3 separate regions of the Mus musculus genome follow, and regions 2 and 3 are each linked to region 1. The links are chromatin contacts, called in public promoter capture Hi-C maps. All regions are on one chromosome and are shown on one strand. Each heading gives the region's core, a stretch centred on a gene start, on an enhancer-like site or on the middle of the called end of the contact. The rest is flanking DNA. Distances are from core to core; before and after follow the strand shown. Region 1 holds the start of Ntsr1 (neurotensin receptor 1). Region 2 holds the start of Bhlhe23 (basic helix-loop-helix family, member e23). Region 3 holds the start of Nkain4 (Na+/K+ transporting ATPase interacting 4).

Region 1 (3,096 bases), core at 399-2,898:
GTCACCGTCTAGGACCCTCCTCTGGGGAATCCCCTGATGGAGGAGGCCAGACGGCACTGTTGGTGGTTGAGTTTGGGTGAGACCAAGGACACCACAGGGGAGTGAGACATGGGATCATATATAGCCTAGTGCTACTACTTCCTAATCATGCAGGCCCTCCCCAGCCCTCCCCATGCTCATTAAGTTGGTGCACAGAATCTGTCGGAGAACAAATCTAGTCTCAAGCCCACCTTACCCGCAGTCAATGGGCAAGCAGCCACAACCCATCAGGGCAGGTTTCAAGTTCCCTTCCACAATGGAAGAAGCTGAGGCTTGCCCAAATATTAGAAGCCTGGTCAACCCCTACACCCTCAGCCTGCTGTACTGGCTTCTCTTAAGGGGACACAGTAGTTTCCTTTGGAAACCAAGTGTTTAAGCACTGCTTTTCATGTGTTAACATTCTGTGGAGGGCACCAGCTTTTGTGTGAGTAGGCACTGAAGCCTGAGGGTCGCTGGCTGCGCAGGGATCCCTGGTCTGGGTCAAAGCCTCACCCACTTCTCTCATTACCCTTTCTCTCCCCCACTCAGGACCCCTAGTTCCAGCGCAGCAGGTACAGCCAGCCAGGTCCATGCAGGGACGGCAATCCCTGAGCCTTCCTTCCCTCCTGCCCTGGGACTCTCCAGGATCCAGGGAGGAGTTTTCTGGAGGAAGAGGGCAGGAGAAAGGCTGAGAGAGCCAAGTGGGGAAATAGAGGCAAGGGCCCTGGGGCAAGCAAGATGGCAGCAAGCCTGGAAGCTCTGGCCAGGGCCCCTGCCAAAGAGGACAAGATGAAAAGACCTTTGTTCCCCGGGTCCCTGACTGGGGCAGGGTCCCCTGAGAAAAGCTGTGCTGGGCTGAGTGCACAGGCTTCAGGGTTTCCTGCAAGGACAGACGCAGCTCTGTGTCGCCCACAAACCTGCCCTTCCCCTCTGAAACGACAGGGCACCAGCTCTGAGAGTCACTGCTAGTGACCAAATCCAGGTGGCTACAGGAGGGCAGAAGGTCCCATCATACCCAAAGGCAGCTAAGACCGTGAGACTGCGTGGAGAGATGGGCTGCTCTAACTTCCTGCTCTATGCTTTCCTTCACCAGACCCTTCACAGGCTAGAGGGCCCCCCTGGGTGCTTCTGGCACCCCACAGGCACCCAGAAGGGAGGAGGTCGAGGCAGTTGTACAAAGGCCCTGACTTATCAGCAGGGTGCCGCCTCCTTCTCCGCCTTCCCCTCGAGTACACCCTCGTGTCACTAAGGGAGCTGAAGACGGCTACGGGGAGCTTTCTTTTTGGGGTGGGAGAAGTTGGGACCAACGATCGTGAAAGAAAGATCGTGCTGCCCAGGAGAGGTTGAAAGGAAAGATCCAATATCCCCTCATTCTCCCTCGCCTGGTAGGGAATTCTGCTTCCTGGGGTACTCATCCTAGCCCAGGTGGTCCCCGGGAGCGTGCAGGAGCAACCGTCAGCCAGTATCCGGGTGGGGAGGGGACAGTGGCTGTGGCGTCTCTGACTCTCCAACACCCACCCTCCTCCACTGCTGGGCGCGCCGCGCAGCCGCCAGCTCAGTGGAAGCGCGAGGAGCCCGGCAGGCTCCGGCGCAGCAGGAGGTGTGCGAAGTCGGGTGCGGGAAGAGCTCCAAGCAGAAGAGGGAGAACGAGGGTGAGCACGCTGGGCAGCCGTGCGTGCGCTCCTCTCTGCGCCACAGGCTCGCCCAACGAAGCACAAGCCAGCAGGGTCGCGGTCCTGAGGACATCGCTGCCACCCAGGAGTGCAGAGAACCAACCACAGAATCTGGAGGTCGGTAGCAGCCCCGATCTAGGCAGGCTCGGAGCCAGGGGGGGTGCCGAGGAAGAACCGGAAAGCAGATCCCAGACTCTGAAGGAGAAAGAAGAGTGGATCCCTGAGCCGGCACGTCTCGAGCCCCAGAGCTCCCAGGATCTCCTGGATAGCTGGCTTCGCCGCCGGACGGCACGCCCCCCTTAGCTTCCACACCCTCTCCTCTGAGCGCCTCCTCATCTGCCCCTGGAGGGACTTTCACCTTCAAAGGTGCAGGACAAAGCCGCATATCTGGCGCCCACCATGCACCTCAACAGCTCCGTGCAGCAGGGAGCCCCAAGTGAACCCGGTGCCCAGCCCTTCCCACATCCACAGTTCGGACTGGAGACGATGCTCCTGGCGCTCAGCTTGAGCAATGGTTCTGGCAATTCCTCAGAATCCATCCTGGAGCCCAACAGCAACCTGGACGTGAACACTGACATTTATTCCAAGGTGCTGGTGACCGCTGTATACCTGGCACTTTTTGTGGTGGGCACTGTGGGCAACTCGGTGACAGCCTTCACTCTAGCGCGGAAGAAGTCGCTGCAGAGCCTGCAGAGCACTGTGCATTACCACCTGGGTAGCCTGGCACTGTCTGACCTGCTCATCCTGCTGCTGGCCATGCCCGTGGAGCTGTACAACTTCATCTGGGTGCACCATCCCTGGGCCTTTGGGGATGCTGGCTGCCGTGGCTACTATTTCCTGCGAGATGCCTGCACCTATGCCACAGCCCTCAATGTAGCCAGCCTGAGTGTGGAGCGCTACTTGGCCATCTGCCATCCCTTCAAGGCCAAGACCCTCATGTCCCGCAGCCGCACCAAGAAATTCATCAGTGCCATATGGCTAGCCTCGGCGCTGCTGGCTGTACCCATGCTTTTCACCATGGGCCTGCAGAACCGCAGTGCCGATGGCCAGCACCCTGGTGGCCTGGTGTGCACACCCACGGTGGACACAGCCACCGTCAAGGTCGTCATCCAGGTAAGAACATCTAAAAGGGGACTCTCTGAGCTGTGGCACATTAGAGGGCACACCAGGGCAGCTGGTTTCCCGTCTGGCTGTTTCTTTCTATTGGAGCCACACAGAGACTTTTAGCAGTGTCACCTCAGAAGTCCCGGTGATTCAAGGCACCACCTGGGGAGAGACACAGCCGTGTTGCCTTGTGGAAAGAACTGTGCCTCAGAAGCACTTTATTCTTCTCCCTTGTCCCAAAGTAGGCCCCAGTGACATCATACTGAGCAACATATGGAGAGCGCTCAGCAAGGCTCCTCTT
Region 2 (3,235 bases), core at 301-2,800, 280 kb after region 1:
CCAGGGTCAAGTAGCCCTGAGCAGGTTGTGAGGGCTCCACCAGTCCCCTTGGGACAAGTAGAAAGAAGTGAAACCCAGCTCAGCCCACAGGAGGCCGGCGGTGGCGCTCCAGGCTTATTTAGAGATGTTTCCACAGACTTTTGAGGCTGGCTTGAATTTCCTGAGCCTCTGGGCAGGCAAGAATGTTAACAGAACAAGCTCAGACTTGGAAAACGTTGTAAAGCTCACCTCCTGGGATCTTCCTGCGTCTGCCTCCACGACCTCTCCAAAGGACCTCGGCGTAATTTTGCTTTTAGGCCGGGTCTGGAGTCTTGGAGCCAACAGAGGCCCGAGGTGAGGGGCCGCACCCGTCCTGAGGAACAGGTCTAGTTGAAGCAAGCAAGGCCCTGCAAGTTGGCTTAGAAGGGGCTGGGTTCCCCATCCAACGCTAGGATGTGGTCAAGCGCGATGCTCTGTGCCTGCGCTCCTGAGCCTTGGGCAGTCACCTGTCAGATGTGGGACCATTCACTAACTGCTCACTCCCGTAGCCTTTTAGCTGAGATAGTTCAGTGGATGCGGCAGGGTCTAGAGTCCAGCGCCAACTCTCTGGCTTTCTCAGACGGACTTCTCATTCTGCACCCAACAGTTCTGTAAGCGGAGTACTGGGCTTTCTCATAGAGTCCCGCCAGCGAGGACAGGGAACAGTCTAAATAGAAAGGCGGCTGCAGAGGGGATCGGAGCCCTCAGGGCTTCTCGCCGCAGTGTTTGCAAAGCGCCGAGGGCGATCCTGAGAAGGTGGCACACTTGTCTGGGCAGGGCCCGAGCGCGGTGCCCGCCGAGAACGGGTAAATCGCTGCCTGGCCAAAGGGCGTTAGAGGCGCGGCGGCCACCGGCGCCGCGAGGCCCTGGCCTTGGTTGAGGTATGCTACCAAGCGCCGCATCTCCTCCAGGGCCTGCGCCTGCATGAGGATGTAGTTTTTGGCCAGCAGAAGTGTGGCTATCTTGGAGAGCTTGCGCACCGACGGGCTGTGCGCGTAGGGGATGACTGCGCGCAGTCCGTCCAGCGCGTCGTTCAGGTCATGCATGCGTCGCCGTTCGCGCGCGTTGATGCTGAGCCTCAGCGAGCGCTGCTCCCGGGGCCGCCGCCGTGCGTCAACCGCAACCCCGGACCCTCGCCGCCGCCGCCGCCTCTCGAAGGCTTCGTCCTCGTCGCCGCTCTGCTCGCCGCTGCTCTCCACCGTCGCGGCGGGGACACGAGAAGCGGGAGCCGCCGGGAGGTCGCCACCCGGACCCGATGCACCGAAGCCGCGTGTGGTCTCCGGTCCGCGCGCTGCAGCGTAGGCGTGGCCGGTCGCCGTGTAGCTGTGGCTCAGCGCCAGGTACGAGTCCCCCGACAGCGACTTGAGCTCGGCCATGACCTCTGGAGCCCGCTACGGCAGTATGGCTTCTTGCCCTGCGGGCGCGTCCACCTGTCCAGCTGTCTGTCAGTCCCCGGGCCTGCGCGTGGCCTCTCCGGCCGGCCACCCTTCCTGCGCCTTCTCACCAAGGCGCGTGGCCGGCCGGGGCCGCTCTACCTCCCACTCGTATTGGCTTCGTTTTTAAGCTGCTGAGGCTCCCGATGGGACTTCACGCCGTCCAATCAGAGGGGACCTGCTGCCGGCATCTTCCCAGCCCCGCTCCACCCTCTATGCGGACCCACGGGCCTGAAGATGGGAGCCGCGGAACCTGAGGGCGCTTTGCCTGCTTCTTGGCCCCTCAACTGCCATTTCTTGTTTCCTACGGGGTCACTTTCCCAAAGCTCCAGTCTTGCCTTGTTCTGAGACCCCATCCGCAGGAGCTGCGCGCTGAGCGGGAGCTCCCAGCTGGGTTCTCCTCCAGGTCTCCGTATCCTTGCGAGTTGAACCAAATCAAATCATCTTCCTGTAGGCGGCAGGTCGTCGGTCCCTTCTGTCTGTCGCCTCAACACAAAGTTCTCCTGACAGGTGTATTCCAGTGTGGCTCCCGCGTTTGGGATGAAACCTTTTGCTTAGGACAGACAGACGTTTCCCTCGACTTCTGAGGTGAAGGATTCCCAGTCTTGTCCTGGGGGGAAGAGTATGATGGATTTTCTGTTTTGGCTGGGGAGTGAGGGCTGAGCAGAGGTCGCTGTAGAAGTGTCCAGGTTCCTTCTTGTAAGTGAGGAACTGGGGTTGACTTCACCTGCCCAGGCTTCAGTCTCAGCCCAGACCCCTCCCCACACAACAGATAATCTAGAGCCTGGTGCTTCCTGTGCTCCGGCTGGTCCTGAGTGTCTGGTTCCTATGTTGTTACACACTCAGGAGCAGGGGCTGTGCTAGGGGCTGGCTCATCTTTCCTAGTATGGGAGCCACGAAGCCAAAGTCTCTGCCTTATTGGAGACTCAAACTCTCTGAGGTTAGGAAAGGCAGAGCAGGTTGAGTTTCTGGTACCACCTAGTGCTGAAGGCTCCCTTTCTACCTAAAGAACATGAGGAGCTGCAGGCTGCAGGCTGGCCCTTCATATTTGTCAACTAAAGCCCCAAACATGAAGGCTGCTGAGGGGCTTGGTGCTTTTTGAGAAGTCCTCCAAGGTATGAACTTGTTAGGGCTCTGTGGTTTCAGCAAGAGGTCGATTCTCTTCAATATGGTAAGAGATGGGGTCTCCCTGGCTTCCAACTCTGTTCTGAGTTTCACCAGAAAAAGAAATTATTCAGTTGTTGGGCACTCTCTAAGAGCGCATAGATGCTAGAGGCACACTTGTGAAGTGAGTGTCGGTGAGAGCCATGTGTTTTCTGGAAGGTTCCAGGAACTCTATGTCATCACCAGTATGCAAGAACACAGATACAAACACATATGTGCTTAAGGAACATCAGACTTTGCTCTGGGCCTGGAAAAGAAAGAAACCAGACAACATCTTCTTGACTGCCAGAACTAGTTCACCATGTGGCCAGCTACACTGTGGAGGGCAGGTATCACCTAGAAGGACATCCTGGCCCAAAGAATGAGGTGCTTCTAAGAGTCCTTTTCCAAGTACTTGTCCCTGGGCTGATGGTGGTATGGGTGGGAGTTGGCAGTCCTGAGGCTATGGATCACTTCAGGCAACAAGAGACAAGATCTACAAGAGGAATAATGGGGCCATTGGGATGCAAAGATGGAAAGGCACACAGTAGTAGCACAAGCCCCTGAAGCTGTTCAGGGGAGTCTGTCTCCTTGGATGACAGGGAGGTTGGCCTCCAGAATGACATCCCAAGAGAGTAGTT
Region 3 (3,385 bases), core at 561-3,060, 450 kb after region 1:
CTTGGTAACAAGAAAACTCTCACGCTGGTCAAAAAAAAAAAAAAAAGGAAAAGCCTCGGGACCCCCATGCCACTCCCAGCTTCCTCTGCTCCCCCCTTGAAAGCAGAGACTAGAGCAGTGGGTGGTATTGGGCCTGTTCTGCCCAGAGGCTGAGGAGGGTGGCCCGCCCCCAACTGCCAGCCAGTACAAGACAAAAGACCCTTGACAGTTCCCTGGGGCGGTTCAGCTGTGGCCCGGCTGGACAAAGCAAGGGTACAGGGCTCGGTACAGCTCTGCAAAGTCCTTGGGGCTTGTCTTGGCGGAGACTTGGGCTTTTGAGAAGCTCTGTCCAGGGAAGCTCTATAAACCCAGACAACAAAATGACCCCTCTCCTCTTACTTGAAGCCAGAAGTCAAATGGAAGCAACAGGCCCTGGCCTCACCCTCTTTCACCCCAAGGCCACATCTCTGAACTAGAGGTGGCAGAAGCACCTTCTCTCAGCCACACATCAGAGAACATTGTCACCAAATCCAGGGCAAGGAAACCGGTCTCCCCCTCCCACAAAGCGACTCTGTTTCTTGACTCCCACTTTGAGCAGGCTCTAAACCCGAGTCAGCGCACTTATTCCTGTCCTTTACCTGCAGGTCATCCTGCAGGACTTCTCTCCATCTTCCCTTTGAGGGACCCCTTCACAGAAAGACAACGCTCAACACTGCTCCAAGGCTGGAGGCAGCAAATCGGACTTGCCCTGTAGAAACCTGCAAACCAGTAAAAACTTGGACCATGGACCTCCCTGTAATCCCACATTATGCCTGGCAGTCCCTGGAGGTACAAAACACTCCCTGTGTTGCTGGGAGGACAAAACACCAAATGCCTTAAAGTGTCTTTAAAATAACTTCTTCCTCAGGGACCTCCGGCTACCCAGTCTAGCAGGGTTCAGGCCCACACCCAGCCCAGAAACAACAAAGCTACATTTCCTTTTTAAGACCAGATACTTAGGACTCATTAGCATTTAGCAAAGGAGTTTCCCCAGCGACCTTTGTTTTAGCCTCTTCAACCCCAGAACCCTTATTCCAGGCTCCAAGCTCAGGGAGAGCTGCAAAGTTGTTCAGTGTCATTCAAGTTCTCTGACAAGGCTTTTCTGCTAGTGGACCTGGGCTCAACCCTAAGCATCTGGGCCTGAGAGCCCTATCCCTCTACAGGTCCAGGAAGATTGGGAGACTCCAAGGTAGTCTGTGCCTGCGCACAAGCTGGGCACGTCAAGTGATCACACTCTCCAGCACACCTGATTCTAATGTCCACACTCAGACACCGAACTTTGCTGTAGGCTCAGTCCCTTGTGCCGCCGGTAGTAAGACACCCGTGCTTGCTTCTCCCGGCCACAGGCGCCTTGGGGCGCCTGGGCATCAAGAGCAACATTCTCCCCCTGATTAGGCACTCTGGACCAGACTCCCGAAGCAGCCCTCCCGAAGGCTTTTGTTCCTAGCTGTCGGGGGTTGGGGGGGGGTTGGGGGGGCAGGCGCTCCTCAGCACCTGTCCCCGCCAGCAGGGACGCTACTCCCCAAGCAAACAGCGCACCGTGACAGCTCCCCTTGCACGCCACAAATCGGCTGCAGCAACCACAGCCAAGTGCAAGCCGTCATCCCAGGAACCACCCGAGGCTGGTGCGGGTCCGGAAAGCCACGCAGGACACCCGGACTCACCAGCTGCAGAGCGCAGAGCGCAAGAAGCGTGCAGCGGCCGGAGCAAAAGCCCATGGTATTCACTTCGCCCGTGGGAGCCTTTGCTGCCAGAGTGGGCTGGAATCCTCCGCGTATGAAACCTTCTGTCCAGCCTCCCCACCCCCAACCCCCATTCCTCCGCCCCGCATTGCCCTGAAAACACCGCCTCCTTCCAGCTTGCAGATCCCGCCCCAACGGGATCTTGCCTCGGGTAAACCTAGCAGACCCCAGCCCCGTCTGCCCCTCCTCTTAGATCCTGCCCCTGCCCACAGGCTCTTTAGACTCCGCCCACCCCCATCTCTCCTGCTCTGGATAACAGCTGCGCTGCGTCTGTCTCCACGCTTAGATACCCCTAGTCCTTGCAGCCCTTAGGGGCTTCAAACGGTCCGGAGAGGAGGCGCGGGACCCTTCTTAAAGCGGCGATGACAGGACTCTCTGGCAGTATAGAGCAGCGCAGGGCTGAATAGTGGCCACAGGACAGACTTGATCTGTCAATGAGTCTGTCCCAGAATGCTCATAAAAGAATAATTAGCAACTGTGTCTACCCCAGATAGCTCTCGGCCTGGCTTCTGTCCCTGATCCGAACCCTCTGGTGGGACATACACTTCTGCTCTGTTGAGTTCAAACTTCTTTCTTGTGAAGGTTCAGAGGTACCCCATGAAAAGAGGTGTTTTCAGTGTGAAAGTCTTTAAGACGCCTCATCTTCTAGAAGCCCCGACCTGGTCCGGAGCTCTTTGTGTGTATTGAGAGCAAGGACTCAGGAGCAGGAGGAATGATGGGCTCACCAGTAAGTACTTCTCTTGTCCAGAAGGTGTGGGTCCAGGTCTACTTAGGAACATCACTAGGCACTCTAATAGTACACAGAACACCCTGCTTCCCGGAGGCTTGAACATGGGATTTAGCTAGGTTGTAGAGGAGCCTCATATCCAGGCAGGAATGGATAGCATGGTCAGAGGGAAGCATTGGGCTGTAGTGCAGGTCCTAGTGAATAACGATAAAAGGCCTGTCCCTGGGGCAGGAATCTTGTGCTAGCAGCAGAAGGAGGTAGACAGGAGAACCAGTTCACACAAGGTGGTTTGGCCACAGGCTTCTGGGGGAAACTGAGTCTAGGTAGCTTTGCCCTTGATTTGAGCAGCTCAGGGACAGAGAAGCAAAGCCAGCGTCACCCAGTTTCATGGGGATGCTCAGAGTATCTATAGATAGCCTTCCTCTGTGTGACAACCATTGTGCACTGAGAACTCCTCCACCACTGGCTTCTCATGGAGAAGTGATCTGTGACTTCCTGTGGTTACTTAATTCCTGAATCACTCGTACTATTTTATGAATTACCAAATTTCCCTTATCTCATCTTGGTGGACAGTCACAAGCAGCATTGGCAGGGTCCAATTGTACCAGCCCATTTAATAGCAAGCAAGTCAAGGCCTTCAGCCTTGGGGAGGAAGCCAGCCAAGATCCTTAATCCGAGCTGGTGGAGGTGCATGTCTCAGGCCCCCAGTAAATAAAGCTCAGAGAGGAGAAGTGGGGGGGGGGCGGGGAGGGTCCGGCTGATGAGAAGGGAGAGATTGACAAGAGGGTGGAGCTCCCAATCACTCCCTGCCCACTCAGAGCAGCCTTGGTGGGAAATGAGGCCCAGGAAGGGGCTTCTAACTAAGGATAGAGACTAAACAGATGTTCCCTGAATGGGG

Evidence for each region. Promoter capture Hi-C pulls out the DNA fragments that hold promoters and counts their contacts.
Region 2: a promoter capture Hi-C map of stem cell-derived epiblast-like cells shows a contact between it and region 1, with 5 times the contacts expected there. The contact joins the promoter of Bhlhe23 here to the promoter of Ntsr1 in region 1. A contact is called at or near these places in 21 of 39 promoter capture datasets (the 3T3-L1 cell line, 3T3-L1-derived adipocytes, the C10 cell line and 11 more), 2 of 15 datasets of contacts at CTCF or cohesin (large pre-B cells and pro-B cells), 10 of 484 Hi-C or Micro-C datasets (B cells, the CH12 cell line, LSK cells and 4 more), 5 of 115 datasets of contacts at active chromatin or transcription factors (embryonic basal ganglia, embryonic hindbrain, embryonic stem cells and 1 more) and 3 of 9 other capture datasets (embryonic stem cells, liver and macrophages).
Region 3: a contact with region 1 is called in a promoter capture Hi-C map of stem cell-derived epiblast-like cells, with 2.9 times the contacts expected there. The contact joins the promoter of Nkain4 here to the promoter of Ntsr1 in region 1. A contact is called at or near these places in 1 of 39 promoter capture datasets (stem cell-derived epiblast-like cells), 2 of 115 datasets of contacts at active chromatin or transcription factors (both in embryonic stem cells) and 2 of 9 other capture datasets (macrophages and pancreatic islet).

Annotation. Positions count from the first base shown.
Region 1 is chr2:180,498,328-180,501,423 of GRCm38.p6, forward strand. Ntsr1 (neurotensin receptor 1) reads left to right here and starts at 1,649. Exons shown (of 4, transcript NM_018766.2): 1 at 1,649-2,804. The coding sequence starts at 2,091.
Region 2 is chr2:180,775,350-180,778,584 of GRCm38.p6, forward strand. It overlaps Bhlhe23 (basic helix-loop-helix family, member e23), which reads right to left and starts at 1,551. Exons shown (of 1, transcript NM_080641.5): 1 at 1-1,551. The coding sequence starts at 1,394. The coding sequence ends at 723.
Region 3 is chr2:180,952,889-180,956,273 of GRCm38.p6, forward strand. It overlaps Nkain4 (Na+/K+ transporting ATPase interacting 4), which reads right to left and starts at 1,811. Exons shown (of 7, transcript NM_021426.4): 1 at 1,683-1,811. The coding sequence starts at 1,736.